Linked DNA regions of Mus musculus: all the other regions are linked to region 1. Evidence: chromatin contacts called from public promoter capture Hi-C data. All regions are on one chromosome and are shown on one strand. Each heading gives the region's core, a stretch centred on a gene start, on an enhancer-like site or on the middle of the called end of the contact. The rest is flanking DNA. Distances are from core to core; before and after follow the strand shown.

The links. Promoter capture Hi-C pulls out the DNA fragments that hold promoters and counts their contacts.
Region 2: a contact with region 1 is called in a promoter capture Hi-C map of pre-B cells, with 5 times the contacts expected there. The contact joins the promoter of Rab11fip4os1 here to the promoter of Nlk in region 1. A contact is called at or near these places in 2 of 39 promoter capture datasets (liver and pre-B cells).
Region 3: a contact with region 1 is called in a promoter capture Hi-C map of pre-B cells, with 2.6 times the contacts expected there. The contact joins the promoter of Evi2b here to the promoter of Nlk in region 1. A contact is called at or near these places in 4 of 39 promoter capture datasets (the C10 cell line, the HPC-7 cell line, hippocampal neurons and 1 more), 2 of 115 datasets of contacts at active chromatin or transcription factors (double positive thymocytes and large pre-B cells) and 1 of 9 other capture datasets (adipose tissue).

Annotation. Positions count from the first base shown.
Region 1 is chr11:78,694,435-78,699,370 of GRCm38.p6, reverse strand. Nlk (nemo like kinase) reads left to right here and starts at 1,946. Exons shown (of 11, transcript NM_008702.3): 1 at 1,946-3,562. The coding sequence starts at 3,105.
Region 2 is chr11:79,621,129-79,626,064 of GRCm38.p6, reverse strand. It overlaps Rab11fip4os1 (RAB11 family interacting protein 4 (class II), opposite strand 1), which reads left to right and starts at 2,902. Exons shown (of 3, transcript NR_003283.1): 1 at 2,902-3,165. The region is part of intron 3 of Rab11fip4 (RAB11 family interacting protein 4 (class II)); the gene reads right to left.
Region 3 is chr11:79,521,655-79,526,590 of GRCm38.p6, reverse strand. Evi2b (ecotropic viral integration site 2b) reads left to right here and starts at 2,829. Exons shown (of 2, transcript NM_001077496.1): 1 at 2,829-2,979. The region is part of intron 36 of Nf1 (neurofibromin 1); the gene reads right to left. It overlaps Evi2 (ecotropic viral integration site 2), which reads left to right. Exons shown (of 4, transcript NM_146023.4): 3 at 2,856-2,979. Evi2a (ecotropic viral integration site 2a) reads left to right here. Exons shown (of 2, transcript NM_010161.3): 2 at 1-31.

The DNA.
Region 1 (4,936 bases), core at 697-3,196:
GTCCTGTAAGGCTGTTTGGACATAAACCCTGCAGTACTGTGGGAGTCAATCTGATGATTGGAAGTACCAAGTCTCAATTTCATTCCACTACTTAGAATGGTGTACCTTTTAAAACGTGTTTACTTTTGGAATATATACAGAATGTTTTTGAATTACAGTTGACTATGGAAAACGAAATCGTAGGAACCAAAACCTCAGATAAAAATAGACTGCCAAATTATTTTTCTTATTTATTTACTTGTTTGTTTATTCTTTATTACACATATTTATATTTGTTTGGTTTGAGACCCTAGATATCCTAGGACTTTCTTTGTAGAGCAGGTTGACCTTGAACTCACAGAGATCCACCTGCTTCTGCCTCCCAGGTGCTGGAATTTAAGGCATGTGCCGCAACATCTGGCTACATATTTCTATGAACACGGGTCAATGACAAACTTCTCTGGAACTCAACCCAAGTCAATTCCTTATATTTCAAAACCATGTTGAACTTTGGAACTTTGGAACTTTGGAATATATCATTGTTCATATGATCCTGGGATTTTTTTCATGGGCTCATATTTTCTGCTGAAATTTCTCTATGCCTTCTTTCTTGGTTTAACCAACAATTTTACAGGCAGTACTTCACCTTTTACAGATGATGGGAGCTGAAAAGTTTACTATGTCCTCAACAGCCCATCAGGGAGCTGTAGGCAGGGAGATGCATTAAATACACTATTGGTGTTACAGTCAGGTAATGCAAATTGAGGAGTAGAAGTGGAGAGGAGCTCAAAGGTGTTTAAGACTACTTTCTTGATAGGAAAGGGAAGAGTGGACAGGCAAAAGAGGAATCAAAAATGGCCTCTAGGTTTTGATACACAGTTTTATTGAAAAGAATGTCTGTTAGCCTAGTATTTAAGAATAAATTTAGGTTAAGCAAAGTAATATCAAAGAATGATGTTCTTCTAGTAAAATTTCAATGAATGGAACTTACTTGACCAGAAAACTTTGGGAGATTATTACTGTTTAGGGGCTTTAACGTGTTTTTTTTTTCCCCTGGTTTTTAATTTGTATAAATTTTGCAGTCTTGGTATACTGAAAATAAAGCCTCTTTTTGGTCAAAATCAAGCTTAACTGATGAGTCTACTTTGTTTCGTATTACGAAACCTTGAGTTTTTGAAGCTTAACATGCCTTTTTGCTCCTTCTATTTTTTCCCATATCTTGTACCTTAGAAAGAGTTGTAGATGGCTCCTATCAATGGACCAGTGATAATTTAGACTCCGCCTTCTCCGCCTAAGTCCCGCCCACATCAAAACCACACCTCTCTCTTAGCCCCGCCTCCTGAAGATGTCGTCTCCGATATGACAGCAAATTCTCCACAATGCTATCCAATGGGACATACGAAAGGCGGGACCTATGTCAATCTTTTTTCCCCCATTTGTCCAATTATATATCTATTTGTACTCAGTTCCATCCCACTTAGTCTTCAACCCAAGGATTGGTTTCTCTGTTCTTTGTTCCTGGCTCGTGATTGGTTTTTTTCCTCATTCCGCCCCTCTCTTCTAGCTCTTGCAGGCGGGATTAGCACGCAGCTTCCTGCTCTTTCCAAAAATAAAAAAATAAAAAAAAAATAAAAGAAGAAAAAGAAAAGAGGAGAGAGGCGAAAGAAAAAAAAAAAAAGTCACGGAGATTTTTGATTTTTAATTGGCTTTCAGTCTTGTCGGTCAGGCCAAGATTTGCCTTTTTATTGGTCTGTCTGTCTGCCCATCCTGAACCGGGGGCGGGATTTCCCCAGGAGACCCACACCTGGTTGCCACTGGTCGACCAGTGCGCCTGTCTGAAGCTTCCGGCCAGGGATTGGAGGCGGACGCGGACAGGTGGGCGTGGATTGGCTAGGGCAGCCGGTCAGTGTGAGGCGGGGGCGGGGCCTCGGCGGCTGGTTGCGCGTGTCCGCCGCTGGCTCCGCTCTATCCGGCTTTGCTAGGGGAGGTGAGTCCGGCCGCGGCGGCACCGGCGGCTGAGAAGGCGGCGGCTGAAGAGAAAGCGGTCACGGCGGCTGTGGAGAAAGCGACCGTGGGCACGGAAGCCGGGTGGGGGGGAGGGGGGGAGACGGAGCAGCCTTGAGCCCTGCAGGGGCCGTCGCGCGGGGGACCCACCCGCTCTCCCCCCCAACCCTCCTCAGCACAAGCCGGCGGCGGCGGGGGCAGGAGTCAGCCTGCTTCCGACCGTCCCCCGCCCGCTTCCCGGGGCTCCTATTCTTTGGCCCCGGGACCCTAACCTCCTCCGGGGCGGTTCCCTGTGTCTGGGCGTCCGAGTACTGCCCACCGCTCTTTCATTCCCTCCCTGCACCTTCTTCCCTTCACTTTTGCCGGGGTTTTCTCTCTCCTCTTCTGTCCTGCCTGTCGCCTCTTCGCCTCACTCTCTTCCTCCAGCCTCCTTCCCTGGCTCATTCTGCCTAGGAAAGTTTGGTACATCTCCTCAGTCCCCCCAATCAGGTCAACCAGACTCGGAGTAGGGGGCGATGTAGGAAGGCCTGAGAGTTCGAGGGGAGGGAAGCTGGAAGCTGGTTTCCCTGATAATTTCCCCTCATCTTTTTTGATTTAGAGTGGTTGGAATTTTTTTTTAATTGTGTTTTTGAGGAGGTGGGAGGTGTTTAGAAAAGGATGTGGGAATGGAAGGGGTAGATGAGTCAACCCTCTTACAAGATTCCAAGGGTGGCGTGTTACCAGATCCTTTTCGTGTGCGGAGTTCAGGGGGTCGGGAGGTTTGGCCTTTATTCCCACATTCAAAGTTGGAACCTCCCCCCCATTAAGAATGGAGTTTTAGTATCCACTTGTGGCAGGAATCCTGGGGGGAAGGGGCCCTTTTCCCTTTTTCTTTTCCTTTTTTTTTTCTTCTTATTTTATGTTCTTAACTTTTATTTTGACAACCCATACCCTTCCACACACTCTCACCCCCAAATCGAACACCCAAGATTGTCAAACTTGTCTGGATTGACCGATGAAGACATAAAGCCAGTTCCGCTCTATGTTTTTTGAGGTGGAGTGAGTGGTTTTTCTTCATTTTTTTAAATGGCCAAATGACAGCTTGACCCAGTTTGCTTTCCAATCAAAGGGCATTTTTTTGAATGTCTCTTTGTGGCACAAGAGCCAACGCAAAAATGATGGCGGCTTACAATGGCGGTACATCTGCAGCTGCAGCAGGTCACCACCACCACCATCATCACCACCTTCCACACCTTCCTCCTCCTCACCTTCACCACCACCACCACCCTCAACACCACCTTCATCCGGGGTCGGCTGCTGCCGTACACCCAGTCCAGCAGCATACGTCTTCGGCAGCTGCGGCAGCCGCCGCAGCAGCTGCAGCCGCAGCCATGTTAAACCCTGGGCAACAACAGCCATATTTCCCATCCCCGGCACCGGGTCAGGCTCCTGGGCCAGCCGCAGCAGCCCCAGCTCAGGTACAGGCTGCTGCAGCTGCTACAGTTAAGGCGCACCATCATCAGCACTCGCATCATCCGCAACAGCAGCTGGACATTGAGCCGGATAGACCAATTGGATATGGAGCCTTTGGCGTTGTCTGGTGAGTATCAAAACCACAACTCCACATGGTTCTTACGGGGCAAGCCATGCTTCATTGGTTTTACTCCCATCTTGACCAAAGTAGAGCGAGCTTTTCCACTCAACTTGAGGGAGCCATCCTCCTGGATGACGATGAGGCCTAGTGCACTGGCACTCTAGGCCCGTGCTTTTTGAGTCATGTCAAATGGTAGTGGAGCATTTTCTCCAGAGTGACACAAGTTTGCAGACTGATGAACTTGCCTTCCAAGAACCTCACTCAGAGAGCTACTGAGTGTAAGATCAGCAGGTAAATGTGTGAAATACCTCCTACAAAGACCTTGGCCATCTCAAGTGTGGTAGTTTGGATTGGCTGCTCAATTACAGCAGGTGTCAACAGCTGACCCCCAGCTTGATTGCTTTATACTAGTCCTCAGCAGAATATATTTAATGCAGTCAACTTTCCTGCCCACTATATCTTTTCATACCTTGTTTTGTGATCTTGGCCCTGGGAAGAAAGGTAGGTTTCATTGTTAAACCCATTAAAAATCATCACTTGAGTAGTTTTATTTTAAACCATAAAGCTTAAGTTGGGAAGTCTGTAGCTTAGCCTTCTGATAAGAATGCATTAAATATAGCATCACACATGAGTAGCACAAATGAGGTTAGTAGACTGGAGCTACGCAGTGGCCCACATTCCATGTAATGTGTTGCTGACTATTGGCCAGCTGCTATGGTGGGAAGTGTACTTTTAACAAATGAAGCTGCTTGACTTTTGTTAATGGTCAGATATGTTTAAACGTCTAAAGATTTGTTAAATGCAACGTCTTTGTCAACTTGCCCTCCATAGGAAGATTGGTAGCTTATAGTGCATTTACTTCTATCCTATATAGAATGAGCTGAGCTTTTCTTTTTCTTAGTTTTTCCTCCCAAGGATTAACAATTCCAGGGTGGAGAGATGATTTCAGATTTTCAGTGTATGTAAACATAGATTCTTAATGTCCAGGGAAGTCCCCATCACAAAAAAGAAATCTTTAAAATTTGCCTATAAATAAATTCCTTTCTTTGTTTTGAAGGCTAAAATTCAGCTAGATATTATTTGTGTAATAGCTAGCTATCTGATTCCAGAAGTTAAAGTCTTGGCACCTAAGTGAGCTGATTCTTAATTCTCCTTAAAACGAAAACAGAACAACAAAAAACCCAACAACGTAGAGTTCAGTTTTTCTCAGCCAGCCTGCAAGGAGGTTATTGCTGCCTTCCTTCTTCTCCAGGGACTGTGGGATTGCTGGTGGGGAAGAGTGTAGCCATAATGGGTTCTTCTAAGTGACTGTTCGGGGACCTGACTATTCCTGCCTTCCTCTTCTCTTCCAGAGCACCTTCCCCAGGGAATTCACTAGGC
Region 2 (4,936 bases), core at 1,653-4,152, 930 kb before region 1:
GGGGAACTAGGAGGCTGGGGAGACAGCAGCTGTGACAAAGAGAATTATGAAGAGCACAGGAGGGGAGGCTGCAGCGTATAAGGGTACCACGGGTGACTCTTTGACCTGGGCATCTTTAGATGGATGGTAACATTAGATTCTTACACTGGCAGCCACACAGCAGGAGCAGGTGACCTGCTGCCTTCTGGTTTGATGGGTTCCCTATTAATCTTCCCACATAGGTGGATGACCAGGTACCCAGATTCTCATAGTTAGGCTTTGCCTCACTGCTTGACATGGGTGGCCACAGCCCCTAGCCAGCATGCCCTTGCTTTGATGCCCATGGGCCCATTCCTCCACAGCTCTCATTACCATAGGGACTGGGGGGCCACACAAAAGGGAAGCCAGTAGGCAGCCCTTGGAGCAGACTGGGGAGTGGTATTTGGGGGTGGTGGTGGTGGAAGCTTGTCCTGGAGACACCATCCCTGGATATCTTCTGGCATCCTCTCACCAGACCAACATTTCCTGAACTGAGAAATATGGTCAACAGCACATGTAGCAACACACAGTGACACTTTCCCCAACAGGTGTGCCAGGCTCTGGGGACAAGGGTATGCCCCACAGTCAGCATCTAGTGCTGCACAGGAATGGTTAAATAAACATCCAGAGTGGACTTGCCCAGGCCTGTGGTGCCCAGCACCGGCCTCCATGGGACCTGGAAGAGGAACAGATGCAGAAGCCTATGTATCCTACAGCCAACAGGAAAGCACTTTATAGTCTCAAGGTGACTCCCAACAAGCCACAAGCTGCAAGTGACATCCACACCCTGAAGGGTTCACGTCCCTCCACTGAGGGCGCTCAGCTGCAGTCCTGACATCCAGCTGTGTGCCATTCTCTACCTCCTCAATCCCAGGCTCAGATCTGTACTCCCTGGAGACACACTGCAACCCCCCCCCCCCCCACAAGAACCAGAATCTGGCTGGCTTCTTGGTCCCACACTGACCTCTAGGGGACAGCTGGAGCACAGCAAGGTGCTGGGTGCCTGGTCCACAGCATTAGGATCTGCCTCTAGCTGGCTTCCTCGGAATTCTGACTTTGATGAGCTATGGGTTTGCTCCATCTCTTCCAGGAGCTGGGATTCCGGTGAGTTCTAAGGATTCACTCTGCCTGGATGGCTCAGGGACACTCAGGAGCCCACAGGCAGGAATTGGCCCATGTCCACCAAGCTATCTGACTAAGCCAAACCAAGTCACCTGCCATGCCTAGGAATACACAGCCTCAGTGGGTGCTCTGGCCAGAGCTGTGTGGAGGATGGGAAGAGGTTTGTCTTCCTGGAAGAGGCATAACACTCACAGTCACATTCTACAGTCCTACAGGGGAGACGGGAAGAGCCAGGTTGTTGAGATTGCTGGCTCCGTCTTTCTGCCTCTCTGGGACCTCTGGATTTTGGGAAAACAATACAACAAGACCATTGCTTATAAAGAATTCCCTCTTGAGGGTCAGGTCCTCCGAGCCTACTTCCCCTCTTTGCTAAATGCACCATCTTTTCTGGCTGTGGTTGAGACAGTACGGATGCCACGGAAGCTGCTGGAGCCCATGGAACATGTCCCTGCTCCTGGGTACCCCTGGGGTTCTTGGCCTCAGTGCATCTCTGTTCTCCAACTTCTCACTGCAAGCTTCGTTTTGACATGTCTTTGAAACATTGGACCTCAAGGGTGAAGGGGATGCAGAGACTCGGATGATTGTGGATCCCTGATTTGTCCTTGCATTAAATCAGACCTAGCCTGGCTGGGCAAGTCCTGCTTTTTGGCCAAGAAAACTGAGGTTCTGAGATGTTGAGGGGAACTTGCTGAAGTTGTATGGGTAGTCAGTGGCCTTAGTGAGGTGCGGATCCCATTTTTAAATGACGGTACCGCCTACTCATTCTGCACCCTCCACAAAGGCTGGGCCCAAAAAGAGTCCAGGGCCACTTAGTGTCAGCCCCACATTGGGGGTTCTCTGTCCCAGGTCTGGTTCCATTGGTCCTGAATGCATTCATGGACCGGACACAGTAAAACAGTTCTGGAGCCCTCAGCGCTGGCCTTACACACACTTGGAGCCTGGTTATCCAGGTCTACCCCTAACGGTTCTCAAGCTGAGCACAGTCTGGAACCAGACTTGTACCCTGGCCCCACAGCGGCTGGACGTTTAGTCTCTGTCATCTTCAAATTGTTAGACAAAATTTACAGGTTCCCTTTGTGAGGAGCAGGCATCTGCACTAAGCAGACTGGACAGAAAGAGCCTTGCTCATGACAGTGTCTCGTGCCACTAAGACGGAAACTAAACTGCTATGTGGAAATCAGGAGGGTCTTAGCTGGTACGGTAAGGGAGTCTCCTGCTACCTTAACCCTTTCAAAATAGCAGTTTGATGCTGGCCAATCAGCTTTTTGTTCCTGTTATTCAGTTTCTTTATTCCTGTGATAGCAACACTATGTTTTAAGTTTAAATTACTGTGCTTAAGAGAAATATAAAGCAGAAATGCTTCACCAGGGGGTAGTGCATGCCTTTAATCAGGAGGCAGAGGCAGGGGGATCTCTCTCAGTTTGAGGGCGTTCTGGTCTACAGAGGGAGTTCCAGAACAGTCAGGGCTACACAGAGAAACCCTGTCTCTAAAAAACAAAACAAAACAAAACAAAACAAAACAAAACAAAAGCCTGTAACCTGTAAGGTCCACTTGCTCAAGGACAGATAACTTCCTGAAATGCTGTAGTTTATGTACGATAACAAACCACACATTTTCACTTCTGTAAACAAGCTTGGTTGCCCCAACTGCACAGGATATGCACTTGATCATGGGTAGGCGGAGGAGGTACATAGGCAGGAAGTACGTCAGGATATATGCCTGCCCCTGGTTGGACAAAGGCAGGAAGTTTGTAGCCTCGTGAGTTTTGCCTTTATAAACTCCTGACTAATGGAATTCGGGGGCCATTCTCTGAGCTTGAGTCTCAGGAATGGTCTTGGCCAGTATATTTTTTTAATTAATTTATTTATAATATATACAGCATTCTGCCTACATGTATGCCTGCAAGCCAGAAGACTTCAATATAGATAGTTATGAGCCACCATGTGGTTGCTGGGAATTGAAATCAGGACGTCTGGAGAAATAGCCAATGCTCTTAACCTCTGAGTCATCTCTCCAGCTCCCCGGTCAGTATTTAATAAACCCTGTTGTATTAGAATTAAGTCATCGTCAGATGGTGAATCTCTGAATGACCAGATCCGTTACTGTTCCCACCTTACAAAACCCACTGTCCTGTTCCTGCCCTAGATCTTGTGTTAGTCCTGTTGTCAATGAAGGACTCGAGGAAGAGAGGGAGGGAGGGAGGGAGGGAGGGAGGGAGGGAGGACGAACTTATCTTGGCTCATGGTTTCAGAGTCTCACTGGGATCCATTGCTTGGAGACTGAGGTAAGACAGAGTAACACGGCAGTAGGAATGTGTGGTAGAAGCGTCATACCTCATGGTGGGGAAGGGCAGGGTGGTGGTGGTGGTGGTGGTGAACCTGATCTACCGACTTTTCCCTTTCTTGTCCTTTCATTCCGTCTGACAGGATGGCGGGGCCTGTATATTCAGGGCACATCTCCTTTTAGTTAACCCTCTCTGAAAACACCCTCCCCAACCCACCCTGAATGGCCTTTCCTAATCTTCTAAGTCAGTGTTTCTTACCTGTGGGTTCTGACCCTTTTGGGGACACATATCAGATCCTGTATATCAGGCATTTACATGACAATTCATAACAGTAACACAATTACAGCTATAAAGTAGCAATAAAATGACCTCATGGATGTGAGTGTCACCACAACATGAGGAAAGGGTCCTAGTACTAGGAAGGTTGAGAACCATTGTTGCAAGTATGTCTCAATCTGATCAGGCTCAATTATGAGAACCTAGGTAAATAATCTAACACCAGGATATACTCAGCCCGCATAACTGCAATCTTCAACTGAATTGATACACTTCTGTCTCTTGATAGTGCCTTAGCTTTCTCCGACACGGTCTGTTTGGCCACCCTCAGCATTACCAGACACCTCATATAGCTTCCTCCCTGCCGAAGCCCAGTTGGACACCACCACGCAGAATACTATGGCTCTAGCCTTCTTCCATTTCTCAGGGAGGTGGCCTCAGGATGAGGGACTACCCAGAGCCAGAGGGGTTTTGGAGCTGACTTGGGTGAGAAACCAAAAGAGTCCTCATCCAGCCGGAAGGTTCCCTGGAGACTGTGGATAGTGCAACTTAAACTGTCTCTGTGGTACACAGCTGTGCTTGCAAACAGTCCAATGCATTATAAACAGATCATTTGGCGATAACAGCAGAATAAATTAAAACACACACACACACACACACACACACACACACACACACACACACACACACTCTGTGCATTTATGTGGAAGCTAATGTGTATAGAAGCCAGGAAACTAGAGAGGGACAAGAGAGGCCTTAAGGGAAATGGGCAGAGGCAATAACGGAACACGTGTAACTAGGAACCTTTCTGTGAGTATGAGGAGCAGAGGGAGTGGGGAGACTAGAGGTCAACTAAAGCCAAGGATATATGCAAATACAAAATGAAGGTGGTCTCTATGATGGCTGCTCTTGGTTGTCAGCCCGACACACCTGGGAAGAATGGACATCCTCGGCTGAAGATTTGCCTCCATCAGATTGAGCTGTGGGCACGACTGTGAGACAGCTTATTATTTATTGATGGTGGAGGGTCCAGTCCAGGGCAGCTGTCCCCAAGCTAGCTCAACAGAAGCAGAGAGCACACCAGCAAGCAGGGTACCTCCATGGCCTTGGCTTCACTTCCTGCCTCCAGATCCCTGCCTTGAACGACTGCTGGTACTGGGTTGTGGTCTCCCTAACTTGGTTCTGGTCATGGCATTTACCACATCAGCAGGATGCAAAGAGGCACAGAGCTCTGG
Region 3 (4,936 bases), core at 1,580-4,079, 830 kb before region 1:
TACAATAAATGAAAACAGACTTTAGAACAAAGCTGACTATGTATCTTTCATTTATGTTGTTTTAGAATATGTTATAAAAATAAGAAAAACAACACAACCAAAATAGATCAGATTCACTCCCACAACAGAAGGCTATGAATAAATATAAAAATGTTTTAGTGTTCAAGAATAACATCTAAAGGGACTGGAGAGATGGCTCAGAAGAGAGGAGAGCACTGACTGGTCTTCAAGAGGACCCTGGTTCGATTCCCAGCACTCACACAAGCCTCAGAGCTGGCTGCAACTCCAGTTCCAAGGGCTCTTGGCTTCCTTGGGAACTAGGCATACACATGGTATACAAACATAAATGCATATACTATTCCCAACATTTTGGAAGCTCAAATCAGAGGTTTCTGAGGCTAGCCTAGCCTACACATTGAGACCCTGTCTTAAGCATTAACAACAAAACATAACAAATGCTTTAAAGCTGGTTAATGTTTAGAGTCTAAGGATGCTAAGTAACTTATAAATGATCAACTTCCACTTTTACTCTCCAGAGCAGCATGAATAAAAGAAAGTGAAGTGTGTGTGTGTGTGTATACATTTGTGAGTACAGGTGCTCACAGAATCTAGTTTATTCAGTATCACTCTAGAGCTGGAGTTACAGGTGATGTTGAACCACCTAATGTGAGTCCTGGGAACTGAACCTGGGTCTTTGCAAGAGCAGGATGTTTCTTTTTTTTTTTCTTTTTTTTTTTTAATCTACCTACCTACCTATCTACCTACCTATCTATCTATCTACCTACCTACCTATCTACCTACCTACCTACCTACCTATCTACCTACGAACCTACCTACCTAATTACCTACCTACCTATCTACCTACCTACCTACCTACTTACCTACCTATCTGTTATTCAGCATTCTGCCTGCATGTATGCCTGCGTGCCAGAAGAAGTCACTAGATCTCATTACAGATGGTTATGAGCTACTATGCTGGGAATTGAACTCAAGACCTCTGGTTGTGCTCTTAACCTCTGAGTCATTTCTCCAGCCCTGTATGTTCCTTTGTTAAAAATGTAAGGATTTATTTTTATTTTATGTGGGTGTTTTGCCTGTATGTATGTCTATGCACAATGTTCATGCAGTGCCCTTGCCAGAAAAGGGTGTCAGATCCCCTGGAACTAGAGTTACAGACAGCTGTGACTTGCCAGGTGGGTGTTAGACTTGGGTACTCTACAAGAGCAGCAAATGCCCTTAACTATTAAGCCATCCCTCTAAGCCCTTAACATTTTCCTCTTAATTAGTGATTCATCCTGGCTACACATCAGAACCAAATAAAAATATCAATGCCTAATCTCACGCCCTCCACCTGATTCCAGTTATATTGAGCTGACTTTCAAGTCAAGTACTGGGTGTTTCTTCCTAACTTCCTAGATGATGTTACCTTTTTCCCCCGTATAAAAGATTTATTTATTATATATAAGTACACTGTAGCTGTTTCCAGATGCACCAGAAGAGGATGTCAGATTTCATTATGGATGGTTGTGAGTCTCCATGTGGTTGCTGGGACTTGAACCCAGGACCTTCTGATGAGCAGTCAGTGCTCTTAACTGCTGAGCCATCTCTGCAGCCCGATGGTGTTACCCTTGACCATCACATTTACCTCTGTCAACTCTGTTACTTCAAATTCTGGGTTACATCTTTAAATGAACTGTGTGTTGAGAGGCACATGAAATCAAATTATTTTCTTTCTATCTTTTTTAATGTGTATGGGTATTTTGCTTGCATATGTGTCTATGCACTACATATGTGTCTGGTGCCCACAGAGGCAAGAAGAGAGCACCAGATCCTCTCTAGGACTGGAGTTACAGATGGTTGTGAGCTTCCATGTGGGTGCTGGGAGCTGAACTTGGTTGTTTGGAAGAACAGTCAGTGCTCTTAACTGCTGATACAAATTTTCTCATGAATTTACTACTAGTTTTAAAAAAAAGTTCCTCTCCCTAAATGTTTAGTAAATCATAACCAGATAAAGCAAAGTGTCGATAAAATGAAAATTAAAGCACAGAGGGCAAGCAGACTTTCCCCTTTCACTTTTACTCTCCAGAGCATCATGAATGTCTTTCTTTCTCTCACATCTCTTCTGGCTGCTCTGCCCTAGTCCTTTTGTGGTTATAAGGTCTGGGGGTGGAGTGAGGGGTTTTGTTTGTTCTGTAATTCAGGCTGGCCTCAAAGTCACTGTGTGTGATGATCTCCAACACACCAGAGAGCCTCCTGCTCTGCCTCTAAAATGCTGAGATTACAGGCATGCATCATTATGCCAGGCTCTGCTTGTCTTCTTCAAGGGTAAAACAGACCTGATTGGAAATGACTTCAGACAGTTGCTCCCATTTTCTGCAATCAAAGATGAAGTTGGGTGGCAGACACAGAATAATTCAGTTATCCTCATGGAGTCAATTTAAGCTACCGATGAAGGAGTAACACTCACATGCACGGCTCACCTGCCATGGGAGGTGTCATCTTACCCAGTGCTCACAATGTTCCAAAACAGTAGGTTTTTAGAGGAGGAAATGGTGAGTGAGAAGGCACTGACTTGCCTGAGACCTACACAACATTCATTTCTTCTAATAAGAAATATCCCTCAGAATTTACCTCAGAATAGATAATTTCTCAGGCAAGACTCCGTCCTAAATTTTTAGATTATGGATCCCCATGCCTGGAGAGTCAGGGATCAGTTACAAACATCAGCTACAAGCACTTAAAGTTATATAGATTGTGTTTCAAAATACGCTCTGGTGAAGGAGCAAACTCTTAGTCATTCTGTGGCATATTGCACTTCCTGTAACGGCTACTGATAAACTTCCTCTGCTGCACAGAAGCCGTCTCAGTGCGCTGGAGACCACCGTTAATCCGCACTGAAACACCCCTTTGCTCTCTCAGCCAAATCACCAACATGTCCTGTTAGAACAAGAATTTACATTCTGCGAAAGAAGTTCACAGGTAAGCACACCTGGACACAGGCCCTCTGATTTCTGATTTCAGTTTTGCTTATTTATTTTAAAAACTAAAACAGTATTAGTGTTTCATACTTAGTTGAATTCAGCTCTCAACAGTTTAAAGATGTCTACAGAAAGTTTCTGTGGTCCTGCTGTGCAGAATTTTATAAATTTATACTCAGGGTTGATACTGTCTGAAAGATTTTTATCAAGATTTTAATATTATCAGCCCTTTGAAGTTTACTCAGTCAAAATATTTGTTAAATCACTTTAATAATTTTAAGTAAGGCAAGAGTTAAAAATAAAATTAAATTCTACAGGCTTTGACTAAATTTACAATCTCTAAAATATTGTTTAAAAAATTCTCAAGCTGGGGCAGAGCCTGCCCCACATGTATAAGGCCTGGGGTTTGGCCTGGCATTGTAAACAGAGAGGGGACAGAGTCTAAGTTACTTTCTACACAGACTGTCTATTCCTATAGATTTAGATTATCTCATCAGTATTTTCCCCACTATTTAGAAAGAAAAAAAAAAAAAAAGTCAGTGCTTTTACATGCAGCCCAGGCCGGCTTCTAACTCAGATCTTTCTGTCTCCAACACACAAGTTACTAGGATTAAAAGCATTCACTACCATTACTGGCATAAATTATTTTTGTCTAACACTTTAGTTTATAAACCATCAATGGTCACCTTCGTTTTAACTTAAAGAGAAATTAAATTAGATGTCATTTTTGTATAAAATAAATTTTATATTTAAGTAATAATTATGACATATATTATGTCATTTTAAAAGTTCCATAAGGCCGGACATGGTGGCGCATGCCTTTAATCCCAGCACTCAGGAGGCAGAGGCAGGTGGATTTCTGAGTTCGAGGCCAGCCTGGTCTACAAAGTGAGTTCCAGGACAGTCAGAGCTATACAGAAAAACCCTGTCTCGAAAAAACCAAAAAAAAAAAAAAAAAATAAGGTAAAAGTTCCATAAGGAAAAAATATTATGATAAAGTGGGTATGTGCATATTCACATGTGTGCTTATGCCACATACTCTGAGCTGACCTGTTAGTGAAGAATATGAACAGAAAGAAACATTCACAGAAAGAACGTTTTGTAAAAACTTGTTGGTATATACAAAAGATACTTGCCTTGTGACTAAATGGAACAATTACATAAAATAAATAAAAATGCACTGAGCTTCCAAAGACCTGCAATCCCAAAGAAAAATAATTTGGAAGTGGGTTAGGTCCTATTTTAACACTTTATCAACATAACTTTTCTTTATAGCATCCTGGTTTAATTAATTAATTAAAGTCCTGGAACTCTGTAATCAGGCTGGCCTTGAACTCACAGAGAGATCTGCCTGGCTCTGCCTAGGCCTCTGCCTCTCTGCCTCTCCTCTGCCTTTCTTGTTCATAATTCTACAAAGGCTCCAGCATGTAGCAGAAGTCCAAGGCTCAGGGCAGCATGGTTTCATACTGTGCCACCACTAGGGCTGTGACAGCTTGTCAAGTTAACCAAGTTCTCTCTCTCTCTCTTTCTTTTTTTTTTAAAACTTGGAAGATGAAAATACAACCACCTAGGTCATGCAAATAAATCTTATTACTCAGGAATTTTCTGGTGTTCAGCAATGGTAGCTATTTTTACTGATAAAAAATGGCCATAAAATACTACTTGTAATTTGAGATTGATTTCCTTTTCTGGTTTCTTCCTACTATGGTTTTAAAATCTCACTAGTTTAGAGACAGCACTAGTACTATGTGCCTACCTCTTATATGTGTACTATAATTTACTTGTTGCTTTTGATTTTGGTTTTTGGGGACAGGGTCTCCCTACAATATAACCTTGGTTAGCCTGGAACCCACAAGCAGACCTGGTTGGCCTCTAACTCTAAGACCTCCCTGCCTCTGCCTCCAGAAATGGAGGTATAAGCTTCCACACCCAGCTATACTTATTTTTCTTATATCAAA